Regions from separate parts of the Mus musculus genome. Here all the other regions are linked to region 2. Evidence: chromatin contacts called from public Hi-C and HiCAR-type data. All regions are on one chromosome and are shown on one strand. Each heading gives the region's core, a stretch centred on a gene start, on an enhancer-like site or on the middle of the called end of the contact. The rest is flanking DNA. Distances are from core to core; before and after follow the strand shown.

Region 1 (3,140 bases), core at 574-3,073, 260 kb before region 2:
TTATAAACACTATTAAAAGGAATTTTAAGGAATGAATATGAAGTGGACAGTAGGAGAAAGGTCAGATTCCACATGTTTGTCGAGAGTTAAAAATTTTACAGCTTTGTTCTTTGGGTTCTATACCTACCTAATTGCAAGAGCAGTGGAGTAGCATCATCTATTCAATGCAAAGTTCTCTTGAGATCCTTTTTGTAATTTGAATGAAGAAGCAAAAACTTAGGGCCTCACATAGTCTTACTCTGTAACAATTCTCTAAGCTTGTCTCGACAAGCTCACCACCTACTGCATACATGGCAAATGGCAAGTAGCAGGCTGACCAGCCAACTCACTGTGATCTGCCTGGGCTTTTTCTTAATAGGTAGATCTTGGGGGGGGGGGGCAGCTCGCTGGAGGGGGCTCCCCAGTGGAGCCATCAGTAGATCTCTGGAATCGTGTTGAGGCCCCAAAAGGGAACTGAAGTTAGTGGATAAGAGTCTCAGTTACTCATCTCGTGACATGCAAAATGGAGGGGAAAAACAGAAAATTGTTTATTATTGTTAATGGTTTGATTGCTTTTATTAGATTAAAAATCATCATCTCTGGCAAATGCCATGTCTCTGATTCCAACAAAGGAAATGGATTCCTTATGTGTAATATGTACTTTTCTGTTGTTCTCTGTGCTTCCGAGTTATCCACAGCCAGGATGAAGACCAAACTCACAAAGAACTGCAAATATTTTGCAAAGAATTCAAATTTTCTCCAGTGAGGAGCCTTTGAAAGATCAAGAGTTTGCAACATCTAGGTTTTCCACTTTCATTCTCATGGAAGCACACATGAAGCAAAGTCCTTTTATTCTTGTATTAATTAACAAGGAATTAAAAAAAAAACCCTAAGCTGACTTACAAAGCACTCTCCTCCCAAGCAATTCCAAGCATGAGACATGCCCGAGGATGGGGGGTGATGGGGACACACTCAAGTAGGCTACAGATAAAGCAAAGCACAGCTATATGCACATTAGTATAATTACAGATTGCAAATTATGCCGGATGTATCTAATATCTAATTTTTTGAAAGCTGACTCCACTTGAGACTTCAATAACAGCGTCAACATTTTGCAGGTGGCTTCTCTGTACAGTATCCAATGGGAATTATTCTTCCAATGCTTATAGCCCTCAAGTTAAACCTGGAGCTCCCCCTTAAAGGACCAATGGACACTGAAAACTGAGAATAGCACCTAGACAAAGGAAATGGAGTAGGGGGAGACCCTGGAAGACACTGAGTACAGTTGCTTATTTCTGTGACGATGATACTTACTTGGTTCAAGCAATAAGGAACTTGAACATCCGTCATTAGAAAATGTAGGAGAGGCTACATGCATGTTGAGGAAGCCAACTGAAAGGTTAAGGGTTGGGCATTTCTTAGATCTATGGATAAAAGGGGAAATGAGCATCAAGGTGGCACGCTCTACCTTTGACTCCAAACATTAAGCCTTATGTTAAATCCAACTCATCTAAGACATACAGTTTGTTCGTCTAAAAAAGATCCGCATTCGGCTTTGAGAAACTGGCTTTTGTCCTCGAGCCCTGCATGAATCAATCACCAACCAACTAAAATATATTTGAGATCTCAGAGAAGGAAGAGTACTCTCCAAGTTGATTGGATCCATCTTCTTGATTCCTCCTTAAAGATCTTTCTGCTAATGAGTCAGGGTTGCTGTGGCATTATTTAATTATCCGCACTTCTGTACGATGAAATATGTTGTCGTAGCGCACACTTCACAGTGCAGTGACTGCTCACATGTAATGCTGCCTCCACAGTTAGTACATTCCTTTGTTCTGCTCATAAGTGGTTTCAGAAAAAAGGGGTGGGCCCGGAAGGAGGAGCCTTTGGGGTTTGTAAAATAAAAATCATACATTCCTGGTGCATGTGCAGAATTCGATGCATTTACATGAATTCTGCTTTTGAAATTAAGTTGTGGCTCCACTTGGAATAAGCCAAGGCACATGTCGGGTGACTTCAAATGCAGCCATGAGGCTCTGAGTGGACCTTGAACATCTCTCTAGTGAATACTCACTGTAATGTAATGGGGGACAGAATGACTTGATTTTTTTTTTTAAAATCAGCAAGGAATGTCTTTAACAAGGAAGAAGTAAATTATGATAATTACTCTGAATGGTCGGATCCTTGAGCATTACTAATTAGCATTTATTGCCTGGATTATGGAACAATACAAGTGAAACCAAACTGCAGTTGCTCTTTTACCTTGAAGACTTGAAAAGGCAATGGAGAAAGATCTCTGCAGCCACCTCCGTGATGCAGACTGCAGGCAGTCTACCTCCCCACAGCCTGCAGACTCCCTCCTTATAGAAACACACCCATACGGGCCTCAGCATTTCCGGCCCATTCATCTTTGTGTGTGTGTGTGTGTGTTAGGTTCATATTTGCATGGGCTATCAGGTTCAGGAGACTAATATTCAGGCAAAATATTTTGGCCATAATACCATCTGAGGATGATGTTATCAGTCGGGAGAGCTTAGCAATAAAGAGCTGAAACTCCATGCTCCATGAAAATATGGAATTCTCCCAAAGAGATATTTGACTTAAAAACAGAACAAAGAACTCAGTTCTTGGTGATTGAAATTTTATATTTCCTCACTGACCCTTAGGACTGAAGCTTAAAAGAAAATAGCTAAGAAAAATAATGGGTTTTTGGTATAAGTACCTTTATTTGTTTATCTATCTATCTATTTATTTTCCATTAGAAATCTGTGATGATATAGGTTCTGAAATTAGAAAACAAAAATTAGATGTTCATGAACAGGTTGGCAGCACTAAATAAATGCCATTGTTAAAATTTAGCAACCAAATTTTTTAAATAAGCCACCAGGTATAATATAAGGAGAGAAAGGAGGAAGAAGAAAAAAAAAAAAGACTCCCTGAGCCGTTTATCACTCTGCAATCTCTGCCGTTCTCCACATCCCATTATAACGAATGAAGAGAAAAGACTATGGTCAGCCAGAAAATGGGCCCCAAATACAGTCACTGCTCTTCCAAATACCGTCCATGGTTTCCCCACCCTGGGCCCTTTTAGCCTGAAAGAATAAGTTTGCTTAAATCTGTGAGGAGATTAAATAGACTGGTGATAGAAATTAATTCTGCCG
Region 2 (3,124 bases), core at 548-3,047:
GAAGTCCTCTCTGGAGCACTGGATGGGGGCATAAGTCCCAGCCAGGGTGGATCTGCCTCTCCCTCCTGATCTCCCCTGAGGTCCTGTGACTCACAGCTCTCCACACCTGCTGCCCCTTAAGAGCAGATAGACATAAGTTAAGAGAACAAGGTCAGCTCACAGGCCATGCATTCTTTGACCACACGCCCCGCCTCTCTCAGGCCTTCCTGGGAGCAGAGGGTAATTAGGAGCTGGTGCTGCCGTATTTGACCCTATGAAAATGCAAGAGCTTTCATTTACGTGCCCTGAATAGATGGCACGTCTGACTTACATATTGGTAGCCTGTGATGTACTGGATGCCAGCAAATATTTAATCCCAGACAAATCAATAATACTTAACTTGCCCTTTTGCTTTGAAAAGGAAAAAAAAATTCCCCTTTGCTCTAAAGATTTGTGCATAATATTGCAAAATAGCTCAGGACACAGTCTCCCTTCAAGCCGTGTAGTTTCCTAAGCCCAGCCCTCAGATATTTTTAAAGGAACTGTCTTTGCACACTTGCTTGCTCTGCTGAGTGTGACATCATCATCACCTGATGTTACAGAACAATGCTTTAAAGTTGGATCCACTTTCTCAAAAAAAAAAAAAAAAAGAAAGAAAGAAAAAAAAAGATTTAAAGGTGCAAACCTCAGTAAATCAGTGAGTTCACAGCACATGATATTTTTCTTGGCTTGCATCTAGTTCCCATGAGGATCTTGATTTAAATTGTTCATTACAAACTGTCTCTGCCTTCTGCTGGTTATCTCCCTCCAAAACTACACTTTATCACTACACATACTCTTAAAAAGATACAGTCGTTCCTGAGAAGCAGAGAGTTGAATATTTTTTTAAAAAGACATTTTTTTGCACATTAAACAGGAAAAAAGCTCTTCTCTCTCTCTCTCTCTCTCTCTCTCTCTCTCTCTCTCTCTCTCTCTCTCTCTCTCCCCCTCCCCCCCATCCCCAAGGGTTCTCAATTCAGCCTCCAAACCTACCAAAAGTTTCAGAAACAATGACAGAAATAAGCTAACTCCCTTCTATCTTTGGCAGCACAAAAGCTAACTTCATGAAAGCCACCCTTGCCAAGAATTAATGCCATGCAAACCACATCCACATTTGACTGTGACTGCTACATCGGTTCACCACAATATTTACTTGAAAAACATATAATTTGCAGTAGAGAAGAAAGAGAAAGAAGAAAGAGAAAACTCCTGTACCAAAAAAAAAAAGTTTCTTTCAAATGCAAATTAATCCAAAGATATATCTTTCCCTGTTTTTGGAAAATCACTCTAGCATAAGAAAACCATAGTTCGCGTGGGAAAAAAAATATTGGTATATGAACACCCACCAGTTGAAAAGACAATTAAATTGCTGTCAGTTCCCTGAACTACTAAGAAAAGACGACTCCTGACTCTGGAAGCCTTGAGAGTACTTGATTAGCTTCTACTGACCTAAGAAGTCTTCTGGTCCCAGGTAGCCAACAACATTCTTTTCTTCTCCAGTGAGATGCTGGTGTGAACATCAGAGGGCATTGTATTACTGAACTGATCAGAAAATAACATTGTTACTGATCTTCTGAGAGAGAGAGAGAGAGAGAGAGAGAGAGAGAGAGAGAGAGAGAGAGAGAGAGAGGCAAAGCACAATGTAATGGAGCATTCTTCCTGGTAGGGAAAAAAAAAAGTAAAGGCAGCCCTGCTGGACTGAGTTCAAACATAGCTGACAGACTCCGGGAGAATTTACACTGAGCATGCTTGCCTGCGCGGCTTGCATGAGACACTCTTAATGAATATTACTTCCTTCCCACTGGCTAGCCCTGGAAGTCCACACCCTCCCCTCTTTCAGAAGTCAGGAACTTAGCATCAGCCAAAGCCCAGAAAACAGACTTCCAGGGAGGCCTTGTCTCCCTGATCCATAAACTTTCAGGTTATGACCTGCGGGTCAGCATGACAAATAGAACATGGGGTGAGTTTTCTCTGCCCTTGATTATGTTCCCGGCTTTGTGCCTGCCTGTCCGAAATGGCAGCTACCCCAGAGAGAAGAAAAACAGACGGCTGGCTTTTTCTCTAAAGAAAGAGCTGTCCCAAATGCCTGGATAAAGGCCTTTCTCCAGCCAGCTCTGGGAGCCAGGTCAGAAGGAAGGTTTTTCTTGTGACTTAAAATTCATTGCAATTATTTTTAACTTCTGGCTACAATGAACTAAAATGCCTACCAGTTTTGAAAGCTTACCTGTCACCTCTCTCTAAAATGCTGTGTAACTAAATCTAATCTAAGAATACGCTTAGAATCCATTTTAGCCTGATGTGTCTAACATGCGCATTGCATCCGTGGGCATTCAGCCGACACTGTAAGGCAGGTATTTCTTATTGTTGTGGTTGTTGCTGCTGCGGCTGCCACTGTTGCTTTCCATACAATATTTTCCCTTTCCCTAAGACAGAAAGTCTAAAAATTTAAAAATAGGCTATTTTTCTGACGGTCTTGGAAGACAAGATTGTTACTCAGGGAAGAGGGGACGTGGGGAGGGAAGCCTCAGACAGCATTCACAACAAAAACAGAGGGCACTTTCCTTTTTGAGGAATGATATTGAAATCTATTTTATTATCCACCTGATATTTTCAGATTCCCGTTTATAAGTGCCAAATGACAGTTATATAACATTAAATACTCATTTAAATGACAGTGCTTACTTATCCAGCAAGCTCCAGCAAAGCACACACAGAGTTTTGTTTGAAAAACAATGACATTAGAGTTTAAAAGGGCAAAAGAAACTACGCTTACAAAGAAACATTATCCTCGCAAGCCTCTGAGACAAAGCTTGCCTGGCCAGCATTGATCCATGATTGACAAAAGGTATCTGTCTAAACCTGACAAGAAAGCCAGCTTCTCCTAGGGCCTGTAGCCATGACACAGCCATGCTGTGCTTCTGGTTGGTCCTGTTGTCTGAGGCTGTTGTTACACAAACATCTCCTTGCCTCCTGCTCTTGAACAAATTCAGTCACTCACACGTGCCTCCTTTTCTGTAATTCTGAGAATTTTGGGAGTGTTCAGACATGGGACTTGTTTTGTTTGTTTTCATGCTTTCTCTAAGGGAAGAAAAAAGCTGAGCCCCCC
Region 3 (3,218 bases), core at 696-3,195, 480 kb before region 2:
TGCTTGCTGTCTTACTGGTCCCTCCACATGAAGATGAAAGAATTATCCTGTCAGTAGAGTGTGATGGTCAGAAAAATGCGTTCTCTTAATTAATTAATGACACTGGCTCTGTCCGAATCAATCTGTGGGAGATGGAATGCATCTCTGAGGTGAAGCATTATGGCTTTATGTGGAAGCAGACAAGCAGGGCGAGAGATTTTAAATACTGTCCATCCCCAGCATTAAGTGCCCCAGTTCTGATGAGAATCTGGTTTTCCAGACTGTTACTTCATCCCAGGTATTTGTTCCACTTCATCAATATATAACTATAATGTAGATTATATATACACACATATATATATACACACATATATACATATATATGTGTGTGTGTGTATATACATAAATATATATTTAAAGTGTAGCATTTATTGCCTTAAAAGGCTGAGGGAGACATGGCAAATAGTAAAGTGGTTCAACGTTGATAAACCGGATTGGCATGACTATATAACCCAAGGAAGAATTTAAATCTTCTAATCTCTAAGTTTCCCCTTCCATATAATGGTGAAATTAAGGGTATAGTCAGTTTATGTACATAAAAGTCATGCCAGTGTGGCACAATTGTCTCTTTCAACACCTTAGTTGTTGCTTTGTGTGTGTGCAGAGTGTAGTGATGGAAGGCGGCTTGATGCTTCACACACTTGATCTAAGGTCCTACATGTTTATCATCTCCTAATTAGAATCCTCAAGAAGTCACTACATGCATTAAAAACAAAAAACAAAACAGAACAAAACAACTGGTTGTCCAATCATTCTCGGCTTGCTCCTACAGAACATTCAAAAAGGTCTGAAGGTTATGAGGCCATTGACAGGCAGAGCAAAGGAGAAAGGACTGTTTCAGAGCGACCGTGGTTTATCTTGATCTCCGACAGTCTGAACACAGTGTAGAAAGTGAGAGGGTCCATCTGCCTGATTGAGTTCATTAGACAGAAGCCCCATTTCCCTCATTTGGGCAAAGTTCTAGCACTGGGTCTCCAGGCTCGACCTGAACTTTAAGGCAATTAGGCTTTTGGCTGCCTGTCTTCTTGTCCGGGCTATGTTCTTATGCCAGCCCTTAGGAGGCTGCATGTTTCACTCTTCCCTGTGTCTGCAGCTATTCCAACAGTCCAGCAGCCAAATCTTGGCTGTCTATGTCAAAAGTTCTCATTGCATTCCCTTCCAGGCCCACAGGTTTTCATGCTATGGAAAGTATATAAGCCGCCTTGTTCCTGCCTTTCTCGCTCTCCTGCTTTACTGATGAATTGTAACACAGCTCCATTTCTCCCTTCTTCATGGGTTTTCTCTTCTCAGTAGGGCAGGGGAAAACTTTCTTTAAAAGCAACTCCTGGAACATCTCAATCCTTTGGTTCTGCTTGGATCAGAGTAGCCAGTCATTTCCCCATGGTCCTTGGTGGTTTGGTGGTTCTGGCACCGCTTGGGATGATGGAATCTCACTCGGAAATGCTTGCTATGAGGCGTGGCTCAAGCCACTTTCTCTTTCTTCCAGCCAACAGCAAAGCAGCCTGCATTCCTGTGACATTGCTGTGTTTGGGACAGATCCTTTGAAAAGGAAGTGTCCCAACTGGATTTATAGCCATGTTCCTTCTCCATATGTTTATCAACCAAGTTCTTGTGTCCCTCTTGCTCTGCGGGGAGTCTTGAGGCTCCTTTACATCAATGTTTTACATTCTTTCCTGTTTTTCCCCACTCACTCTGAATCCTTAGAGCCCATCCTTTCTTAAGTAGCTCTTCTGTGTCTAGAATCCTGCTTTTCACTATCCTGGCTTTCCATCCCTTCCACGAACTCTTAGCATGGTACCATGGTGCCCTGGAAGGAACATTGAGTGGGTGGCTACATAACTGTGTGACCTCGGGCATGCTACACCACTGCTTTGGGTCTTTGCCTTTTTCTTCTAAACACATGGACTGAATCAAATTATGTTTAAGGGGCCCTTCCTGCTGGGGAAGCATGCTGTGAAGTGTGGGGACTTTCAAAAGCCCTGGAATGCATTGCTCAGCGGAAAATTAGTTGAATCAGTTTGTGGTAGTCTATGATAACAATTCTGGTGACCCTGATCTTCTGACCCAATAGGCTGACTTCTTCCTTCAGTATTCTTCTTAATGCTATCTTAAGATAGACTTTGTGAGTTTCCCAGCTTCATGTGTTACCATTTCTGGCTCTTTCTTATTGATCAGTTCATCACTGGCCACTGAACACAAGTTTTGAAAGTCTTTCATAGTCTGCTTTCTCTTCAGATCTTATAAATCTTTCATTTAAACAAAGTTTTTTTTTCATTCATTCACTCATCCATTTGTTCTCCATTGTACTAGACACTGTCTACAGCTCAGGGAATTGATGCTCAAAGAAATTTAATTTTATTGTTTAAATACTGTTTAGAAAGGACAGCTTTTATCTGCATGTGTCAGTATTGTTTTTAAAACTGTCTTTCAGTTCATTGTATTGGTTTAGAGAGCAAATAAAAAATAAACAAACAAAACCCAGAACTTATTAAAAAAAAGATTTATTCAATTTGGGAGTAAGTATTTCAGGCTGGCTGCAGGTTCCCATGGAAATATTTTGATTCAAATCACTGGATCTGAATCAAACATTAGGGCTTCACTTGGAAACATGGGCCTCACTTAAATCTTCATTGTTACACCTTAAGAATGTCACTTTTTAACATTGCTATAATGACAGATGGGCTGAGTAGGTGTGTGATTCTTACAGTAAGAAAATTAAGGCAGGCACTGCTCAGGAAGATTTTTCTTTGGCTTCTTTATAGTGATTCAGTGAGAAGTAGGCATGAAAAATTACATTGAAGGTAAAACCTCAATATTATGGTCTTCTTTCTTAGTGCTCTATTGCTGTGAAAAGACAGGATGGCCATGGGCATTCATATATGCACATGTATACACACATGCACACACACACACACACACTTAACTGAAATTACAGTTCAGAGGTTTCATCCATTATCATGGTAGAAGCATGACAGCACACAGGTATTCATGGTGCTGGAAATGAAGCTATGAACTTCACGTGTGGATCCACAGGCAGCAGGAAGACAGAGCAACTAGGCCCATCTCCAGTGACACACTTCCTTCAATTAGGCCACACCTCCTAATCCTTTCAAATAGTGCCACTCCTTGATGTCTACACGTTCAAATATAAGATCTTCAAACCCGTCTCTTCAAACCAC
Region 4 (3,085 bases), core at 120-2,619, 510 kb before region 2:
AGCTTACAAAGCCCAGAGACCTAAGGAATTAAGTATTAGCACAGTCCAGGTGTGAATACTTACACAGTGTGATGGTTTGTACTCAATACCAGCTTGGTAGGATCTAAAGCCGCTCGGAGACAAACCCCTGAGGATGTTCATGAAGGGTTTTCTTTTAGACTAGCATCAGCAAGGTGAGACATATAACTGCTTGGCTGAATACAGAAGAGAGGGCCAGCTGAGCACCAGCTAGCGCCCATGGCTCTCTGCTTCCAGAACACAGATGTAATATGGGCAGTTGTCGTATGCTCCTTCCTGGCCATGATCGGCCATAGGCTCAAGGTATGAGCTCCAGTAGACCGTTCCTCTCTTACATTGTTTTTTGTCAGGTGGTTTGCTGACCTTTGAAATTGCCAGCACCACAATATTGCCAGGTACAAAGCTCAGAGTAGAGACCCGAGCAAATGAGTAAATAAGTAAATATCATTAGATTTTCTTTTTCAGATATTTCTTGGTTTATTAGTTTCTATTGGGCAGGATGCATAACTATCCAGGGATGTATAATGATGTCGGACTGTGAATTTTACGTGCCTGTCTGACATGTGGGTGCTCCTTGACCCTGACCTTTGTCCTTTTGCTTCCAGGTTAGTTTATGGGCCAGGTGAATGATATAATCCCACAGAATCCATGGTTGCACTTGGAGGGTGAACCTTGTCTTCTGTCTTGCAGACTCTGCTTCCAGAACAGACGGCTCCCTTCAAGAGAACCCAGTAGTTCACTCCCAGGTCTCAAAGGTGCTTGGAGTCAGCTAGGTTTCAGAGTAGTTTCAGATCAATCTCAAGAAGGAGGAAGCAGGCAAACCAACTGGTTATTGTCACAGGATTCTTTGTTTTGCACAGTCCAGCAAATTTTCCTTCTTCTATGACTATTGCAAAGGAGTGGGGGCAACAGAGGTGGGAGTGTAGGCCATGAATATTTAATCATGGCAAAGCAGGAACATATTATTTAGACAAACTGCTTAATAGCAACACTAGCCCCTCCTTTTTGGGGGGTGGCAGGGGTGCTGTCTCAACAACCCAGCTCCAGTCTTATGCATGCTTTAATCTTGGTTTCCTTTGAGGGGCTCCCATCTCTCCATCAAACTGCATCTCTAATTTAAACAGCTGTTAATAAGGGTTAAATCTGCAGGCTGAGCAGGCCCTTCACTCGTTACTTGCGAAGGGGAGGGGGGAATCAATGGAGCAGGAAGCCAGAGGGGCGTCCATTTTGAAAAGGTGTAATGAATTACGTTTCCTTAGTAAAGCTGGCAACCTCCAGTCCAGCTCCCACCGCCTGCCTTTCACATACTCAAGCCCTCTGTGACACATCAAATTTAATGAGACTGCACAGATCTCAAATAAGGAAGGGGAGCGTTGTTACTACCGCTGCCTGGGCACTTTATTAAGGAGGATCAGAGAGAACTCTCTGGCTTTAAAAAGAGCCCTTAAAGGCGAAGGGTATTTTGGCATGAGTGGAGGGAGGTCTCCGATTGCCATGGTTCAGGTCCCCTCTGGAGCATTTTAACAACCCAAGTTCAGTGTGAGCTTTGGGATCACAGGGTTAGCAAACAGCTCCTCAAACCTCAGGACCACTACAACCAAGAGGATTGTGGTAGGTAACGAGGAAGGTTTTGATTTAAGCTATCCCCCCACCCCAAGGCCATTAGAAGCACACAGAGAGAAGCCAGTATTTCTGTCGTAGGTTTGAGAGGCAGTGTATTATCCAGATACCAAGAGACATTATCTCATGTGCCGTTCTTGTTAGTAATTCATCAAGCTGAAAAGAGAAAATACTTTAACCTGGATCTTCAGTGGACTTGTTTACAATACGAGAAGGGTAAGGGTAGGCTTTGACTTGACACCAAAATTTAGTTAAAGTTCTGGTCAGTTTCAGAGAACAAAAGAAGTGACTCATGATATGCCAAGCCAAGAAAGTTTGTGACAGGCATTCACATCTTCAGAGAAAAAAATTTTCTTTTTCTGGTTTCTAGAACTTTTTTTTCTTAACCTCCTAATCAGTGTTAAGATTTTTTTTCTCTCTTTTACCCTATGTGAGAGAAAAATGTAAAATAAAATAAGACAAAAGATTTTTGACCTTTTACATTAACCTGTAGTCATTTGCCAGATACGGGGGCTGAGTGGTTTATGGTCCTGACATTGTAAGGAGCATGCTTACAGAGTGCCAAGCCATAATGGGTTTTGATCAGTAGGTTGCCATGTGTGACCTTGGGCATAGTCCATATTAATTATCAATATCTAGCACATAGCAGGAGTAGTATTAATGGCCACTGACACATGGACACACTTCTGTGCTGTAGATGTGGTTATTGTCATTTCACAGATCGGGGCCCACAGCCTAGCAATGGGTTTGAGGTCACCTTGCTAGTGAGACGCAGAGCCATGCATCTTTATCTGGTCTTCCTCCTACAAAGCCTGAACTCCTAATCACAGTTTTCATGTTTCAACCCTGCTCTTTTTAAAAGCCTTCTTTGGGGCTAGAGAGAGAAAGTTAAAGAGCACTTGCTTCTCTTTCAAAGGATTTGTTTCCCAGCATTCATGCTGAGTGGCTCACAACCATCTGTAACTCTACACTCCAGGGGGCTCTGGTGCCCTCTTCTGGTGTCTGATGGTACATGCATGCATGTGTGCATACACATACAGTTAGACACACATACACATAAATAATAATTAAAAAAAACTAAGACTCTAGAAACATATAGAAACCAACAAAGAGTATTCATTGTGTTTCAGTGAAGTAAAATAACTATTGATGTAGTAGTTCGGCTTCCCTTTGGCCAGCCTTCTAACCTCATCTTCTAGTCTACATTTGTTAGGTTTGCATTGGAGTTCCTGGTCCAGTTTCATTCTCTATTCACATGGTCCTCTCTTCAAAGCCATCACATCTTTTCCTTGAGTTTTCCACTTTGAGAATTACTTTGGCTATCTTCCTCTGTTCATTGACTGGGCAAAGCAGAAAACTGACCAGTGAGAGGGTTGGGCTCAGGCCCAGGACTCCTAATCGGGAATAAAAGGGAGCAAAGCCATCAGGTAGGTCTAAATCACTTCAC

Evidence for each region. Hi-C and Micro-C count contacts between places; a contact is called where the count stands out from the background. HiCAR-type assays count read pairs that join an accessible place to other places.
Region 1: a contact with region 2 is called in a Hi-C map of uterus, with 4 times the contacts expected there. The contact joins two enhancer-like sites. A contact is called at or near these places in 4 of 39 promoter capture datasets (the 3T3-L1 cell line, 3T3-L1-derived adipocytes and cranial neural crest), 10 of 484 Hi-C or Micro-C datasets (the 3T3-L1 cell line, the HL-1 cell line, adipose-derived mesenchymal stem cells and 2 more) and 8 of 115 datasets of contacts at active chromatin or transcription factors (craniofacial prominence, embryonic forebrain, embryonic hindbrain and 5 more).
Region 3: a HiCAR-type map of fibro-adipogenic progenitors shows a contact between it and region 2, with 4 times the contacts expected there. The contact joins two enhancer-like sites. A contact is called at or near these places in 1 of 484 Hi-C or Micro-C datasets (nephron progenitors) and 1 of 115 datasets of contacts at active chromatin or transcription factors (fibro-adipogenic progenitors).
Region 4: a contact with region 2 is called in a Hi-C map of uterus, with 4 times the contacts expected there. The contact joins two enhancer-like sites.

Annotation. Positions count from the first base shown.
Region 1 is chr9:41,585,149-41,588,288 of GRCm38.p6, reverse strand. The region is part of intron 4 of Mir100hg (Mir100 Mirlet7a-2 Mir125b-1 cluster host gene); the gene reads right to left. Among named protein-coding and RNA genes, the nearest start is that of Mir125b-1, 4.8 kb to the right of the region's middle. Within about 2 kb of position 1,823, at least 67 of the 459 cell types and tissues checked have an H3K27ac peak or open chromatin away from gene starts, as enhancers often do. A contact at or near this core is called in embryonic fibroblasts, embryonic forebrain, forebrain and 1 more, where this site is marked.
Region 2 is chr9:41,325,719-41,328,842 of GRCm38.p6, reverse strand. No RefSeq gene overlaps it. Among named protein-coding and RNA genes, the nearest start is that of Gm25401, 12 kb to the left of the region's middle. Within about 2 kb of position 1,797, at least 122 of the 459 cell types and tissues checked have an H3K27ac peak or open chromatin away from gene starts, as enhancers often do. A contact at or near this core is called in embryonic fibroblasts, embryonic forebrain, fibro-adipogenic progenitors and 2 more, where this site is marked.
Region 3 is chr9:41,807,763-41,810,980 of GRCm38.p6, reverse strand. The region is part of intron 1 of Gm35940 (a long non-coding RNA gene); the gene reads right to left. Among named protein-coding and RNA genes, the nearest start is that of Gm35940, 3.7 kb to the right of the region's middle. Within about 2 kb of position 1,945, at least 60 of the 459 cell types and tissues checked have an H3K27ac peak or open chromatin away from gene starts, as enhancers often do. A contact at or near this core is called in fibro-adipogenic progenitors, where this site is marked.
Region 4 is chr9:41,833,140-41,836,224 of GRCm38.p6, reverse strand. It overlaps Gm35940 (a long non-coding RNA gene), which reads right to left. Exons shown (of 3, transcript XR_379298.3): 3 at 1,708-3,085. Among named protein-coding and RNA genes, the nearest start is that of Gm35940, 29 kb to the right of the region's middle. Within about 2 kb of position 1,369, at least 19 of the 459 cell types and tissues checked have an H3K27ac peak or open chromatin away from gene starts, as enhancers often do. A contact at or near this core is called in uterus, where this site is marked.